2 separate regions of the Mus musculus genome follow, and region 1 is linked to region 2. Evidence: chromatin contacts called from public Hi-C data. All regions are on one chromosome and are shown on one strand. Each heading gives the region's core, a stretch centred on a gene start, on an enhancer-like site or on the middle of the called end of the contact. The rest is flanking DNA. Distances are from core to core; before and after follow the strand shown. Region 1 has its middle 59 kb from the start of Fam50b. Region 2 overlaps Pxdc1 (PX domain containing 1).

What was found. A called contact is a pair of places that touch in the nucleus more often than the background predicts.
Region 1: a contact with region 2 is called in a Hi-C map of liver, with 2.3 times the contacts expected there. The contact joins two enhancer-like sites. A contact is called at or near these places in 3 of 39 promoter capture datasets (cancer-associated fibroblasts and liver), 5 of 15 datasets of contacts at CTCF or cohesin (the NIH/3T3 cell line, large pre-B cells, liver and 2 more), 178 of 484 Hi-C or Micro-C datasets (the 3T3-L1 cell line, the 4T1 cell line, the 63-12 cell line and 104 more), 14 of 115 datasets of contacts at active chromatin or transcription factors (the 230-238 cell line, PVALB interneurons, Th17 cells and 9 more) and 3 of 9 other capture datasets (adipose tissue, liver and pancreatic islet).

Annotation. Positions count from the first base shown.
Region 1 is chr13:34,790,355-34,797,750 of GRCm38.p6, forward strand. No RefSeq gene overlaps it. Among named protein-coding and RNA genes, the nearest start is that of Fam50b, 59 kb to the left of the region's middle. Within about 2 kb of position 3,792, at least 32 of the 459 cell types and tissues checked have an H3K27ac peak or open chromatin away from gene starts, as enhancers often do. A contact at or near this core is called in group 2 innate lymphoid cells, hepatocytes, liver and 1 more, where this site is marked.
Region 2 is chr13:34,634,029-34,641,929 of GRCm38.p6, forward strand. Pxdc1 (PX domain containing 1) reads right to left here. Exons shown (of 5, transcript NM_025831.3): 2 at 4,979-5,070; 3 at 4,137-4,254. Among named protein-coding and RNA genes, the nearest start is that of Pxdc1, 15 kb to the right of the region's middle. Within about 2 kb of position 2,168, at least 17 of the 459 cell types and tissues checked have an H3K27ac peak or open chromatin away from gene starts, as enhancers often do. A contact at or near this core is called in group 2 innate lymphoid cells, hepatocytes, liver and 1 more, where this site is marked.

The sequences.
Region 1 (7,396 bases), core at 2,542-5,041, 160 kb after region 2:
GAATGCAGTTGAATTTACAGATAATGGACTACTTTGTTTGGTGGAGGAAAGGTATATGAGGAGCATGAGGTTTTAAACCAGAAGTGTAAAGAAAACAACCTGGATACAATTGTGGAGGAGATTAGTGCCATTAAACAGAAACGCAGCATTTGGCATTGGAGCAGTAGGAAAGGGGCCTTGGAGGCAAGGACCTACTTACAACTTGAGAAAATGAAAGCTTACACGAAATGAGAGAATCCAAACTGAGAGTGTACTGGGAGCCCTTTGGAGCACAGCCAGTTCCATCACAAGCAGACCCTGAGCTGTAGAGTTTGATCTTTGTCCTGCTGAGTTTTGCTCTTTCTTTGGTCTCATCATTCCTTGTTACACCTGGACTCTTCTCTTTTAGAGTAATCATACCTATGCAGTGCTTTTACACGTTTAAGATCTATTTATTTATTTTATTTCTATGAGTACACTGTAGCTGTCTTCAGACAAACCAGGAGGGCATCAGATCCCATTACAGATGGTTGTGAGCCACCACATGGTTGCTGGGAATTGAACTCAGGACCTCTAGAAGAGTAGTCAGTGCTCCTAACCTCTGAGCCATCTCTCCAACCCATTACACTCTGCTTGTGGCTGAAATGACACCAGCCTCTTCAAGCTCCAACCTCCTTGTGTTTCCCTTGAATTTCGGGCTTCGGTTGCTTTTGCCAAAGTACTTAATCACAGCAATGGGAAAAGAAACTAAGAAACTTGCAATCTCAAAAGATGCTGAACTAAGTGTAAAAAGAAAAATAAATAAGGTATGTGTAGGTGTGTGCGTGTGTGCGTGTGTGTGTGTGTGTGTGTGTGTGTGTGTTTCTATCTGTGTCTATGTTTGTGTCAGGGTTAGACAATAACTTATGGATATTTAATCTTTTTCTTGTGTTTGCTATGTTTAAGTGGACTTGGTGGGGAAGGATGCTGGAAAGGGATGCTAGCTTGTCAGATCAAACATGCAATTTAAAAAGTACGATTGAGGGCTGGTGAGATGGCTCAGTGGGTAAGAGTACCCGACTGCTCTTCCGAAGGTCCGAAGTTCAAATCCCAGCAACCACATGGTGGCTCACAACCACCCGTAATGAGATCTGATGCCCTCTTCTGGTGCGTCTGAAGACAGCTACAGTGTACTTACATATAATAAATAAATAAATAAATAAATCTTAAAAAAAAAAAAAAGTACGATTGAATAGTTAAATATTTGGATATTTAGGACAGGGACCTTACATTGACATTTTAGGAAAATGTATCATACCTCAAGACTTTTAAATCACATTTCAGGAAGTCTTTGGGAAGATTTATTTGTTAATCAGACAGTTTAAAAAAATCAAATGATTATATTTATAAAAGCTACTCTAAATGTTTATTATGGAATAATTTTATTTTGCTAATAAAACAAAAGAATAATCAAAGGCCTCCCTTAAAAAGTATTAAACATTATTAGATGGTTGTGTGGGTTAACATATTTAGTATGCGAGCGTAGCACAAGAGTCCAGGCTCTGATTTGATCTAGCACCTGCAGAGCAGGCTGTCATAAGCCACGTGCCTGAAGACTGGAGAGAGAGGTCAGCGCAGACAGCAGTATTTCCCAGGGGTATATCAGGCCTGACCCCTAGCAGGCCTTTGCATGGCTTTCTCCTCTGCTTCAAGCTCTTCCTCCATAAGTATGCATGAATCAATCCCCATGTTCATACCTCCATTCAAATGCAGCCCTAGCGTCTGTTTAAAGCTATACCGCATCTATAGAGCAACACTATGAGGAAGTGCAGCCCTTCTGTGAAAGGGAATTAACCACTGGGACGTTGCAGAAGGATTCTCCTGGGTTGGTTAACTCTAAAGAACTCACCACATGCTCAAGTACTGAAGATCCTTCTTCTGTATGTTGATATTATTAAGCACAGTAGACCAGACATGTTTCCCTACTCAGGTTAGTGTGATGGGGGACCATGGTAGCTATAGTAATATATTTACCATTCTTCATCCACGCAGAAATGGCCCTAATTGCTCTTGAAACATCAGGCAGTTTTAAGTCCTGCACATGCTATTTTGTCTCCTGTTGTACACGGCTGCAATCAAGCTTAGTTTATAAGCCAGACAAAGATCAAGGGTTACCAATAACATCTAATGGCAGAACAATCTTAATAAATAGATTGCCACTAAAAAATTTCTGTGGAATTTTGTTCTCTCTGGGATTTTCCTTCACTGTTTTCTGTGTACTGTGGATTTTACATAACTTATACCAAGGCAGGTAAAACCTTAGAGAGGGGAGCAAGCATCACTGTATGAAATAATGACTTCCACCTCATAAGCAGAAGCTGCAGCACCAGTCAGGCAAGCCTCTCGAGCCCCTGGGTGGCCGCCTACCTACTTTCTTTACCCTGAGATCTCACAACCTCTTGGCACACCATTTCACACCACACGTGCCTATTCCCACTTCCCACTGGACTGTAAGCATCATGAGGGTGAAGCTTTGGTAGATGCTGTTTCCTGCTGTGTTCCTAATATCCAGGGCAGGGCCTGGCACCCAGAACTAGCAACGGACACAGAGTGACTGTCACAGAGGCTTTAATACCAGTCTGAGACATACTGGCCTCGTGACTTTGTAATAAATCACTGCCTTCTCAAATCTTCATTTTTTCTCTCCAGAACAGGCACAAGAGGGCTGTCAGCAGGACTAACTTGGGTGGAAGTACACACTTACTGTCCAGCGCTGCAGACACATAACAGGTTCATGTCATTTAGTGGCAACACTTGAAAATATTACAAACCACTTAAAACTGCTTATTTTGAACTTTGGGATCGTCTCCTCTGTAGGCATCATAGGAAATGAAAGTGCTCCCTCAAGAAAACGAGCCGTGTCCAGCCTCTGAGGACCTGGCCTTGTGGTATGAAAGGAGGAAGTGGGGAGACTGCCCACTGCATGATGTCTCAAAGCTGGTGAGAACTGAGGTGACCCAAAGATTCCAGAGATCTGTCAATGGTCCAAATTAACATCCTTGGGGTTTTCCTCGTGTGCTGTAATCGAGTGTGGAGGCACATTGGGAGATCGTATTGAAGGAGACTGATTTCTGATAACAGCACCAGTCTAAGAGAAAGTGCACCAGCCCGTAAGCAATCAAAGGGAAGGGAAAAAAACAGAAAAGATTATTCAAGGATTCTCCTCATGGCTCATGTGGGACACTTGTCTGGAGTTTTCTTGTTTGTTTTGTTTTTTAACTTTTTTTTTTTTCACAAATTCCATAGACCAAAAATCTTTCCTCTGTAAATTTCCTCTCTTCAGTACAAAACTCATGTTTACAGAGACCAGGTCAGGGTGTCAATGGGCCACTGCAGGAACACAAAAGCTGATCAGTCCTACTGCCAAGGCCAAAATATGCAACAGATCAAGCTACTCAAACCAGTCACACTTGTCACTGTCCTAAGCACGTATGCCAGGACCCACTTAGGAAGATGTGTGTCACATCCCCTCTACAGGCTCACCAGACTCCAGCGTCAAAGGTGTCTAGCCTCACCAGGTCCCTGTCCCCAGGGAAACAAAGTAGTCACATCTCTAAGACAGGCTCAGAACTTACAAATTGGGTTTCAAGGAAGTCAACACCCTAGTTGTTCTGGAGTGATTTTGAAGTGACAGCTTTTTTTTTTTTTTTTTTTTTTTTAATGGCAGGAACCAAGAGGTGAGCGCCACCTGGTGGAGAGGCTATTTCTCAGTGGCAGTAGGGCACCACCCCCCCAACATCCCTTCTCACTTACTTGGATCCAAGCAACACATTGTGAAAGAATAATTCTCAACATTCTTTTGGAGCTTAAACAACAACAAAAATTTAAGAGCCCAATGTCACACTATTTATTTACAAAATAACACATTCATTTTTGATTGTATGTTTCTCTCTACCTTGGCACTGGAGATGCTGAAATGAGCAGTCTTGCTTATGCTTTGAAGTCCTGAGTCGTAAGGAGTCAGAGACAGATATGAAGCTGAGTAAGTATTGTGATTTCAAACACGCAGCAACAAGAACAAAAATGTTGGAGGTTTAGAGAGAAGGTCTGGGTTCTATAGAACAACAATTGCCACCATGTATGAAAGTCTCCAGAGCCTCTGAGACCAAATGTCCAACCCCCTCAAAGCCTCCCCAGGCTCCCAATGAGTTCCAGCTAGAGCCACACAGTGGCCGCGTTGACAAAGCCAGTTCTGGAAGGGCCCTCTGCTCTCCTTGGCTGGGCTGGCTTGGGTGTGGACACATGGCTTTTCCTCTTACTTCATCTGAGACAGATTGGAATTTTCCAATAGGAATGTTTACAGGGCAACTCAGGGAACAACAAGAGCACAAAATGAAACACAAAATTATATAAGAACCTGCTTGATGAACAAAGGTGACAGAAACTCCAGCACAGATTTGCTAGACAGGAAGAAGCTGGTGTGTGCATCTAGGTCAGGTCACAGATGAGTCTACGTGGGGTAGATTAGAGAGCCCCGCAGACCATCCTTCAAACTCTTTCCTGGATTCTGTCCTGGGATGAGCTCATAAACTCCATGTTCCTCGCTTACATGGTCGGTCTTCCTGCCTGGCCCTGAAACCAGAATCTCGGATGGTTTCGTTGTTGTGTATAAGGATAATGGATGTTCTGTACTACATCTGAAAGTAAGGACTTTGGTAGAATCTGTCTTCTGACTTACTGTTTCAATGTTATCTTAAGAAGAGAAAGAATAAAATACCTCTCCTTTAAGGCAGTGTTATTTGGGTCTAAGATAGGTAGTCTGGCCAATGGAGACCATGAGGAGGCAGTGCTGAATTCCAGAAGTTAACTCTCAGGAATGTAGCCACCCAGTGAAGATGCCGAGCAGTGCTGTGGCAACTCTGCCTGCAGTGCTGGGTGCGAGTGTCAGCAAGCTATAAGCAGGTGTCCTCAGGGTACTTTGGGAACTGGGTTTTTGAATCCCTGCTCTGCCTCATTAGCCGCACTTTCCTTGGGCAAGGTTCCGTCTAGGAGAGGATTTGAGCCAGGCATCTTGTGGCAGCTTCTAACAACAGAGACTTCTTTCTCTTGCTTCTGGAGAGTGGAGAAGAGCAGCAGAGATGACCAGCACTGCTGGCTTCTCACTGTATCTTTGCATATGAAAAAAAGGTCTGTAGAACCCTTTGGGGCCTCACCCTTAAGACCTGTGTACTCCTTAAGGCCTCATCTCCTAGCCACTACCTTAATGGCTTCAGTTAAATATTAAATGGAGGCATCCTTACCCATGAAATGACACAGACCACACAGATTGTAATATAAGATATAAGATGGGTTGATTACAGTGCCTGGCAACATAAGTAAGTTCACAATAATTGGTGGTAAGTTTCGCTGCTGTTACTTCCCTGTACCTAATACACAGGCAGTGGACTTTGAGGGAGACATTGTGCTTTACCCTGAAGCAGACCTGGGGAAGGGTAAATTATAGAGGCCAAGTGTTACCACATTCTCCAGAAGTCTATGGATTGACAAAATCCTTTTAAACTACTTTTCTTGCAGTGAAATAGAAAAGCAAACAAACAAAAAACAAACAAACAAACAAAAAGCCTCAAAATCATAGCGACTCAGCTCAGGAAGTCGCCACAATGTGCACACAACTTGGAATTAGAGGTAAGGCTGTGGGACCACAACCCTGCTGGAGCCCCTCTCAATCCTTAGTCTACAGGCATTTCTGGAAGGAAGTAGCCGTCTCTCTGTTTCCTCTTCCTGTCCCACCAAGGCCCTCTGTGCTGCCTGACGTCACTCATGGCTATAATTTTTAATATCTTTAGTTCATGTTTCTTAGGCTATTAGGATATTATGACAGAAATGACCGAGGTACCTTTACCAGGATCCCAAAGCCAAGGCCTCAGCTGCCCTGGAAGAGACCTCTTCCTGAACGTCCTGTCATAGCATGTAATTGACAGAGCTGTGACACACCGTCACCAAAGGTCTGGCTAGAAGCTATAACTTCTAGTCTCTCAGAATGAGGCTGCTTTAGAGATAGGGGCTTTAAAGGGGTTGTTGGTTTGGGTCACTAAAGAGGTAGGTTGATTGAAGTCATTAAGGTGACTGGATCCTTATAAGATGAGAGGACCAGGACACAGACACACTAGGAGGGGAGTCATGTGACTGTATGGGGAGGTCGAGCCACATTAAAAGTAATCTCCAAAGGAGAAAGGTGCCATGGGGGTGGTGGATTGTGAGTGCACAGCCATGAGGGTCGGCCCGTTGGAGGAATGGGAGTGGCCCAGGTGGAACATGGCAAATGATATCTCAGGGTGACTGACAAGAAAGTAGACAAACTAGCAAAGAGGGTTGGTATCTGTCTTTTATTCAGAAGCCAAATGATCTAAGGTAGGGTAGAAACTCCCAAATAACATTTACTGCAACAAAGGTCTTTTCAAGATTCTCCAAGGAGACAAACCTTGGGACAAGTAGCCCTGTCTACACCTTGACCTTGAGTGGCCAGACCCCCAGGAGGATGGGGAAGTAAAGACCTAATGTTTGAGGTTTCCAGTCTGTGATGTTCCGTCCTGACCCCAGACACACGGATACTGAGAGGGAACAAAGAAACAGCACACTTTCAGTTCGTATAGTTCTGCTAGTGTGTTGAAAAAAATGAAGAAACTAGAATGATCAAGAACTGTATTCTGGGTATTTGTGTCCATCTGAAACTCATGCTAAAAATCTCTGATGGTACACTATTGAGAGGTCAGGCACCCAGCAAGAAATTAGACCATGGGGGCTAGGGGCTGTGGACAGGATTTATTAAAGGGCTAGAGGCAGGGAGTTCGCCCCCTACATTGTCTTATTCTTCTGTGCCTTCTATCACAAGAGGACACAGGGTTTGCCCTTTGCGGAGCATGGGTAAGTATGTACAACCTTGGAAGCGCAGAATAACTTTCATCAGGCACCAAACCTATCAGTGCCCTGAACTTGGGCTTCCCAGCCTCCTGAACTCTGAGAAGAACTTTCATATCATTTGCAAATGACTCAATCTCTAGTGTTCTGGTACCCCAGCACTAATGGATTAAAGCTCCAAACTTAGAGCACAAGGCTGCTCTAGAGTGTGCTTCCTGCATTGCCCAGTGGAAACCACTCGGACTTCTGGGGGAGACAGGATCTCCAGGTCCCATTCCAGAATCACTGAGCCAGAATGACAGGAACCGCCCCAACCTACACCCCACCTTGACACACTACTATGGAGAGCTGCATTTTGAAGGAGTAGTGGATGGATTTTTATCTACACCAAAGTTTAAGGCTACAGGTTTCAGAGAGAAGGCAACAATTTTACAACTCAGGAGTTCTAAGCCCTGCATGGCTTGAAATTGTAACCCTAGGAAATCACAAGCAGATCACTTACCTAGTGAACTATTCTGAC
Region 2 (7,901 bases), core at 918-3,417:
GGGTGAAATGTCCCCTGTAGGTTTGTGTGTTTGAACACTTAATCCCCAGCCAGTCGTGCTGCTTTGGAAGATTGGGGTACCTTTAGGAGGGGATCCTCACTGGGGTGAGTCACTTAGGGGTGGGTTTGTAGTTTCATAGCCTGGCCCAACTTCCTGTCTACTCTGCCTCTTGACTGCAGCTACAATGTGACCAGCTGTCTCACACCCCCACAACCATGCCTTCCTCTATACGATGGGCTGTATCCCTTCTAAACTGGAAGTCAAAATAAACCCTTTCTCCTTTAAGCTGTGTCTTTAGTGACAGTAATGAGGAGAGTAACCAACGGAAGTGACGTGGACAAAGAACTTGTACCTTCAAGCTCAGTAAGGCCTTGTTGATGTTCATATTATGGGACTGCAGACTGCTGTGCTGCTGGTAAGCCACGACATTAGCACGTATGCACACTGACCCCAAGTACAGCTGTTTCCAACCTTGTTCCTGCTACCTGTGCCTGGAGAACAGGTTAGTTCTGCTTGGTTGTCCTCTATACAGGGCTCAGCTGCATTAAACAGGAAGATTGTCTGAAGACTCTAACAAACACTTAAGTCTCAAATAATACTCATTATTACCATGACACTTGCTCATGATTTTCCACCTGTTGTCACACAAGAATAATAATTAAGAAACTGAAGAAAGTGTTATAATTAAAGAAATATTACAGTGCCTGCAGCCCATTTTCAAACAAACTTAAAATACGAATTCCTCACATGTCAGTTTAGAACCCACAGCAAAAAAAATCACTAGCTGGTTTAATTTTTTAGGCCACATCCCTAACTCTAGAAAACAGTTCATTTTCAGGTTAACCCCACACCCTGTGCAAGGATCAAACTCAAGGTCTCGCCTTGCTAGGCATGGTTCTGCCTCTGAGCCATTCTCTAGACCGCAAGATGCTTTCATGTTCCTATGTTCCTATTCTGTAATGCTTAATTTATAGTTAATTTTAGAATTGTAGGTAAGCCATGAAGGCACAGACAGGACTCCCACATGACCCATAGCAGCCCCCCTATTGTCAATACTTCGTACAGTTAAGGTCCCTCATCACATTCAGGGAATACCCAGTGGATGATGCTACTGAGTGTAAAGCCCCTTCATTGGGGTTTCTCTAGTGCCTCACTACTGCTACTTTCTTCTGCTACAGATGCAGTCCAGAACTTGGCTACACTGAGCTGTCGGGATCTCCTTGACTCTGATGGCTTTGGTCTGTCCGTGTTTCTCATGCAGGCCTTGTGAGGAATTCAGGTGAGCGACTTCACAACTCTTCCTTGGAGCTGGATATCCAGGTGGCTAAAACTCGGTGATGATATGTCACTGGGCAGAATCCCACAAGGCATGTTGAGTGCCCCTCTGTGGAAGTATGGGGCATGCGTGTGTGCATGTGTGTGTTGCAACAGTGTGCACAGGCCTACTGGCGATGCTAAACCGGGATGGGTAGGTTGCTTTCTCTTTGCCATTATCAAATATCTCAGAGAACAAGGTCTTAATACTGTGCAAACAACCCTGTTTTTCCTTGAACTTCCCCCATTGGTCTTAGCTTATCTCCATCACTGGAAAAAATTTGCAATATTTCCCAGTTAGTGTACATGGTGTTGTAATGGTGATTTTCCTAACTGTCATTAACCCTTCAGGTCATCAATTTCCTGATTCCTTTCTTCTGCAGGTCTTTAACCAGCCTCGGAAGCATTCACAGTACCGCCTTCCTCCTTTCTAAGTCCTCCCTAGCATTATATTTTCAGTTTACTCCAACAACAGAACAAAAGCCTAAGCAATATCCTTTTGTTAACTAGATGACCTGTCTATCTCTATATAGTAAAGCTTATGGCTAAGATCGAATGGATACTGGATTAATGAACAACAACAAAAAGTATTCCCTATCAAACCTTGATGGGAACAACTTACTTCTGTGGATGAAATCTACGGGTTCTACTAGCATATCCCAGAGAAGCTGAGACCTGAGACCTCTGTTTCCTTAGTGCTACGTAGTCATGGCTGCACCGCATCCGTGTGCTCTTGGGTTTGATAAACATTTAGATCAACACAGGAAATGAATGCTTAAGTCTGAGTGGCTATCCTTGCCAAAGCACTAGAATATTGACAGGATTTCTTCAGTACAACCAGTGCCTGCTGCCATCTGGTGGAGCCCTCACCACCTACAGCCTCAACATCCAAAGAGAAAAAACAGGCCTCTCAAGTCCCAGGCTCCATAAATCAGCATCCCCAGATAGGGGAATCTGTGGCAACTCCATGGCACCCACCGGCTCTCCAAATGCCAGAGTGCAGGAAGAAATCCCCCAAGAGAAGAAGAGAAAGGTCGGTGTAGGTCTTCACCATCGCCATCTGTTTCTTAAATGGAAAGACTTGGAGGGAATGAAGTGGGAGGGAGGGTTTGCCTTGGTGACCCTTGAGGGTCACAACACAAACAATAACCAGAGTCCAGTGGAGGAGCCCCAAGATCTGGATATGATATGACAAGATCAAAAGTCATCCATTGTTCAGACAACCCAGACAAACTGCCTCACTACATGCAATCAGCTGAATAGAAGGTTCTAGAGCTCAGATGCCAGTTTAAAAAAGACCCCTAGGCCCTTAAACTGCCTGCTCTCCTCTAAGATAACCAGGAAGTTGCTACACAATGAACAGCCCATATGGACCACCCACCCTGTGCACTCACGGTCGTGGGTTCTCCCGCAAGTGGTGTATGCCTATAATTCCAATACTGAGGAGGTTGACATAGTTAGGGAGGACTGTTGTAAGTTCAAGGCCAGCCTGCGCTAAATAGTAAGTTAAAGGTTAGCCTCCCAAAGAAATGAAAAAATAAAAAAATAAAAAATAAAACAATTATCTGGACAAGTATAGCCAGCTTTTAGGAAAACAGCAAGCAGGCCATGGGGCCCCTTCCTTCCTCTGTAGGCCTCACGGTGTTGACTTCCCCTTACAGTGGCTGACTTTCAGTGCTAGAAGGCTCAGTACAATGTCAATGCCAACAATACCAAAGCTAAAAGCTTCCCTAAAGCCAACAGCCAAATTCAACACCTCCTCAAAGGGGCTCCCTCACTTCCGCAGGTCGGCCACTGACTCCAGTCATTACCTCAGAAATGCTTTCCTGGGGCTGAAGATACGCTCAGCAGTTAAGAATACTTGATGTTCTTCCAGAAGACCCACACTCAGTTCCCAGCACCCACCTGGTGGCTCACAACCGTCTACCACTCCAGTTCTGAGAGCTCCAGTGCCTTCTTTAGCCTCTGTGGACACCAGGCACACACATGTAAATATACATGCTACAGACGTGCAGACAAAACACATATACAGACACAAAACTAAAATAATAAATATTGTTTAAAAGAATGCCTCCCTAATATTTTCATCGTCATTATATTCTTTCTTAAGTATTCTAACTAATATGTCAAATTAACTCCTTTGGAAGTAAAAATAACACACTTGGCAGTCACCAAGTAGAAGGTACTTAACGCTGCTTAGTAAGGATTCAGCGATCATTTTTCTGAGCCAGGGAAGTGACCTTTCTAGAGCCCAGTCAGTGGTAGAGGCTGAGTCCACCCACCCCATAGACACACTGGAAAGGGCCTTGAAACCACAGCCACTAAGCACAATCCTCCCACGCCTTCACCACAGTCCTCCCTCACCTTCATCACAATCCTCCCATGCCTTCACCACAGTCCTCCCTCACCTTCATCACAGTCCTCCCATGCCTTCACCACAGTCCTCCCACACCTTCATCACAGTCCTCCCATGCCTTCACCACAGTCCTCCCTCACCTTCATCACAGTCCTCCCATGCCTTCACCACAGTCCTCCCTCACCTTCATCACAGTCCTCCCATGCCTTCACCACAGTCCTCCCTCGCCTTCACCACAGTCCTCCCACACCTTTACCACAGTCCTCCCACGCCTTCATCACAGTCCTCCCATGCCTTCACCACAGTCCTCCCTCACCTTCATCACAGTCCTCCCATGCCTTCACCACAGTCCTCCCTCACCTTCATCACAGTCCTCCCATGCCTTCACCACAGTCCTCCCTCACCTTCATCACAATCCTCCCACGCCTTCACCACAGTCCTCCCACACCTTCATCGAGGCTCTTACCTGATATTTTAACAGGACTTTGAAAGCTGGGTTGGATCTTATGGACATTATCATTTTTTAACACCTGATCCAAAGGCGATCTTTCAAAGAAGGTGAGAACAACCTCAGACCTGGAATACTGGGAATAAACACAGTGATTACTGATAAAGCTCTCCACCGCAGGTCTCCCGTGTTTGCTGGGGTGGTGTTTCTGCACAGAGGTGACCCCAACTGATGTGACGCTCAGGAGGCTGTCCCAGACCCGTGCAGGGGCTGCTTCATGGCCTGTGCCCAGTGACTGGATCACTGTAGCTTCTTTGTTTCGAGGTGGCTACGGGCAGGGCCTCTTGCTAGGGCGGGTGGCTCGGCGGAATGCTTGGCACAGAGCTGGCATATCACTCTCAGCTCTCCTTTACTATCTGTTGGGTGGCTTCTACGTGCCCAATTTTCCTTTAAGAACCTTTAAGAGCTAAGGAGTTCTGCCTGACCCTCCAGGTTCTTATTTCCTGCATCAAGCTCACAGTTCAGAAATGTAACTGAACACCGAGCTGCCAGCGTGGATGCTGACACTGCCCTGGGCTTGCTGATGCCTATTCTAAACCTAAGCAAGAAGAGGGATCCGAGGGGAGGGAAGAGAGCAAAGGCCGCTGCTTCTGGAGAAGCCTCTGGCCCCTCCTGCTTCAGACCTCATGGCTCTCCTTCCACTCTGTTCCCTGAAGAGAAAGGACTCCAGCGGGGAGTCCCACAGACTTCTCCCTTCCCTCTATCGCCCTTCAGGACTTCTGGGAATGAAACACTGAGTGAGATGCCCGCAGCCGTCTTTAAGGCTGGTGGTGATGGGCCACTCTGGCCTCCCTGCTCACCTTACACGGCATGCTGATGACCGTCTCCAGCAGCTTCTCGACCTCATTGAGCCTGGTCTCTATGTCATGTGCACCCTTGATGGCGAGCAGTCCTAGAACAGAGACAGAAACGGCCAGGTCAGTTGGGTGAGCAGCCTATGACGAAATATGTAACAAATACACAACAGGTGTCCCTCGATGAAAACACCACCCCAGTGCCACGTTTCACAGCAAAATGTCCTTAATTCTTAAGGAAGACACATCTCAGTGTCTCCCGTGAATTCTTGAAACCACAGATAGAGCCGGACCCAAGAAAACAAATCCTTTTCCATCCTGGTTCAGTCCAAATCACAGCCGTACCCATGGCTGTCGCTTTTGCTGTTTAAACTGAGATGGGAAAGCTACCATGAATTTCATCTTCACAACTTCATAGACACATGATATCCTCTACTGTAGACTGCAGACCCCTTTGCCTGCATTTGTGGGTTTTGGCTTCCTCATTTAAGTGCGACTATCCACCTCTTCTCTCAAAGCAGGGCTTCATAGCATCTCTTTGCGTGCATCTCCCATTTTATGACCAGGATTAAGCAAAAGTGGGCTTATAGAACCCTGAGCACTGAGATACCCAAACAGGAGAGACCTGATAATTGAGACTGCTGCTAATGATTGGCAGTCAGGTGGCATATACAGTGCGGAGACCCGAGACAAAGGAACCAGTCTCCTCCCAGGGAAAAAAGGGTGGGATGGGGTGGCTTAACGTTGTGCTCCCTAGAATGGAAAGCAATTCGAGGCATAGGAATTGTTTATTTTGAGAATCTCTGACCTGAAAGAATGGGAAACAAAGCCCCAGATAAGGGAGATTTAGCACCTGCTCAGCCTTGTGTGTCGAGTGCTAACCTGTAAGGTCCTGGACTAACCTTCCCCTGAGAAGCCAGCCAGTAATGTATGGTTCTGCTGCGACCCATGTCACACACACACACAAATGGCAGTGGAAGTAGAACAGGGTGTAAGATCCCCTGCGGTGGGACATCCTGGGGCCATGCCACTAACACCTGGACACAGCAGGGCTTAACCAGAGACCCCCTCGGGTTGCCACCACTATGACGACTGCATAAGGGGTGTGTGACCCAGAATCCACTACCCCGAGTGACACAGGAAAGGATACATTCTTCCAGTGACAAGACCTGTGTCAATGGAGCCCATATTTAGGCAAGGCATGTGAATGCAATGTTCAGAAGGAAAAATAGATCTCCAGGAAAATACACATGGGCGTGGCTCACAGCCCTCTCCAGGAGCCCAAGCATCAGTACGTATTGTGGGTACCACAGAGTGGTCACCACAGGCTCTGGCAGGCTGTTGGGCTGTGCGGTATTTTATTTTAAAAACCTTACAGCTCAAGACCGTATGTGGAGCTTCCTCTGTCTCCCATGAGCAATGTAAAGGTAAGACTTCTCACTTCAGCGTCTCCCACCAGCTTTCAAGGGATGGAATTAGGAGCCCTTAGTATGCTAGCTTTGCCCCGGACTCTGTATGACCAGAATGGGACAATCCCTACCATCTGCAGCAGAACCCCAGAGACCTAGATCCAGAACTATGGTCGGTTCTGAAAAGTTTCTCTCAGGCTTTGGTTTGATTTTGTTAACAAAAGATAAAGTGCTAAGGTTTGGGGCAACTGACTCCCCGCAATGACTGACCACCTGCATCAACTGACCACCTGCAACAACTGACCACGATCAAAATTTCTAAATTTTCTAATTTCTAAAACAGCCTGATTGAAATTAGGATAAACTCAAACCTGGCTACTCCTACCAGAGAGTCTTCAGATGTAATGAAAGAACGTTTTTTTCTTTTTTAATTTTATTTTATATTTTATGAGTACACTGTAGCTGTCTTCAGACACACTAGAAGAGGGCTTTGGATCCCATTACAGATGGTTGTGAGCCACCATGTGGGTGCTGGGAATTGAACTCAGGACCTCTAGAAGAGCAGTCAGTGCTGTCAACCTCTGAGCCATCTCTCCAGCCCAAAAGAACATGTCTAAAAGGCTAGCTAGGCTATCCCCATGTCCATGGCAGTGCCTCCCTCACCTGGCCTCCAAGTATGCAAATACCCTTACTTGTTTTCTGGTCCTGCCCTTCCTTCTCTCCTTCCCTCCCTCCTTCCCTCCCCCACCCCCATCTTTCCTCCCTTCTCTCTTTAACCATAGAGGCCACAGGTGGTCAGGCATGGAATGTGCAAGACCCAGAGCTGACAGAGTAGACTGCGACTGACTCATTGGAAAACCTCAAGCTCCATACACACTGCATCAGCCTGCACTCAAGCACAGCACTCCAACCATCACTAGAGAAAGGGACTGGGCCACCCCCTCCCTCTCTTCCTAAGCCACGCCCCACCCCTGTCTGATGAAGAAAGGAAAAGAAAAGCAAAAATATCAGAGTGCCAAAGGCATCAAAGCCCTGAGCTCCCTAAACAGATTTCAAACATTTAGAGGGGGGTTGGGGGGAGGGAGAGAGAGTGTGTGTTTGTGTTATACACAGCAGGTGGCATTTTGGGCATAATGTGGCATATATGACATTGGTCCCATAAGAGATATCACCTAGTAACAGCACAGCTGGCTCAGTTTGTGTAAATACACTCAGGATAGTCACACAGTGACAGAATTCTCTCAAAGACACCTTTCTCAGCATCGCAGTCATTAAGAGGGTGTGGTTGTGTGCATACATAAGGATGCAGGTACTATTCTTGCAGCAGGCTGCTTTGAGCATCCTCCCTTGCTACAGAGTAGTCTACAGAGGACAGAGCCTAGTCAGAACTCCTTGGAGTTATTTGTAAAGAGAAAACACACACACACACACCAGTTCCTCAGGGAGCTGAATTCTTCAAAGAGGCAAAGCCGCCTTCTGTTTGCGGAGAGCTACAATCCTCGTTCTGAACCCATCACACC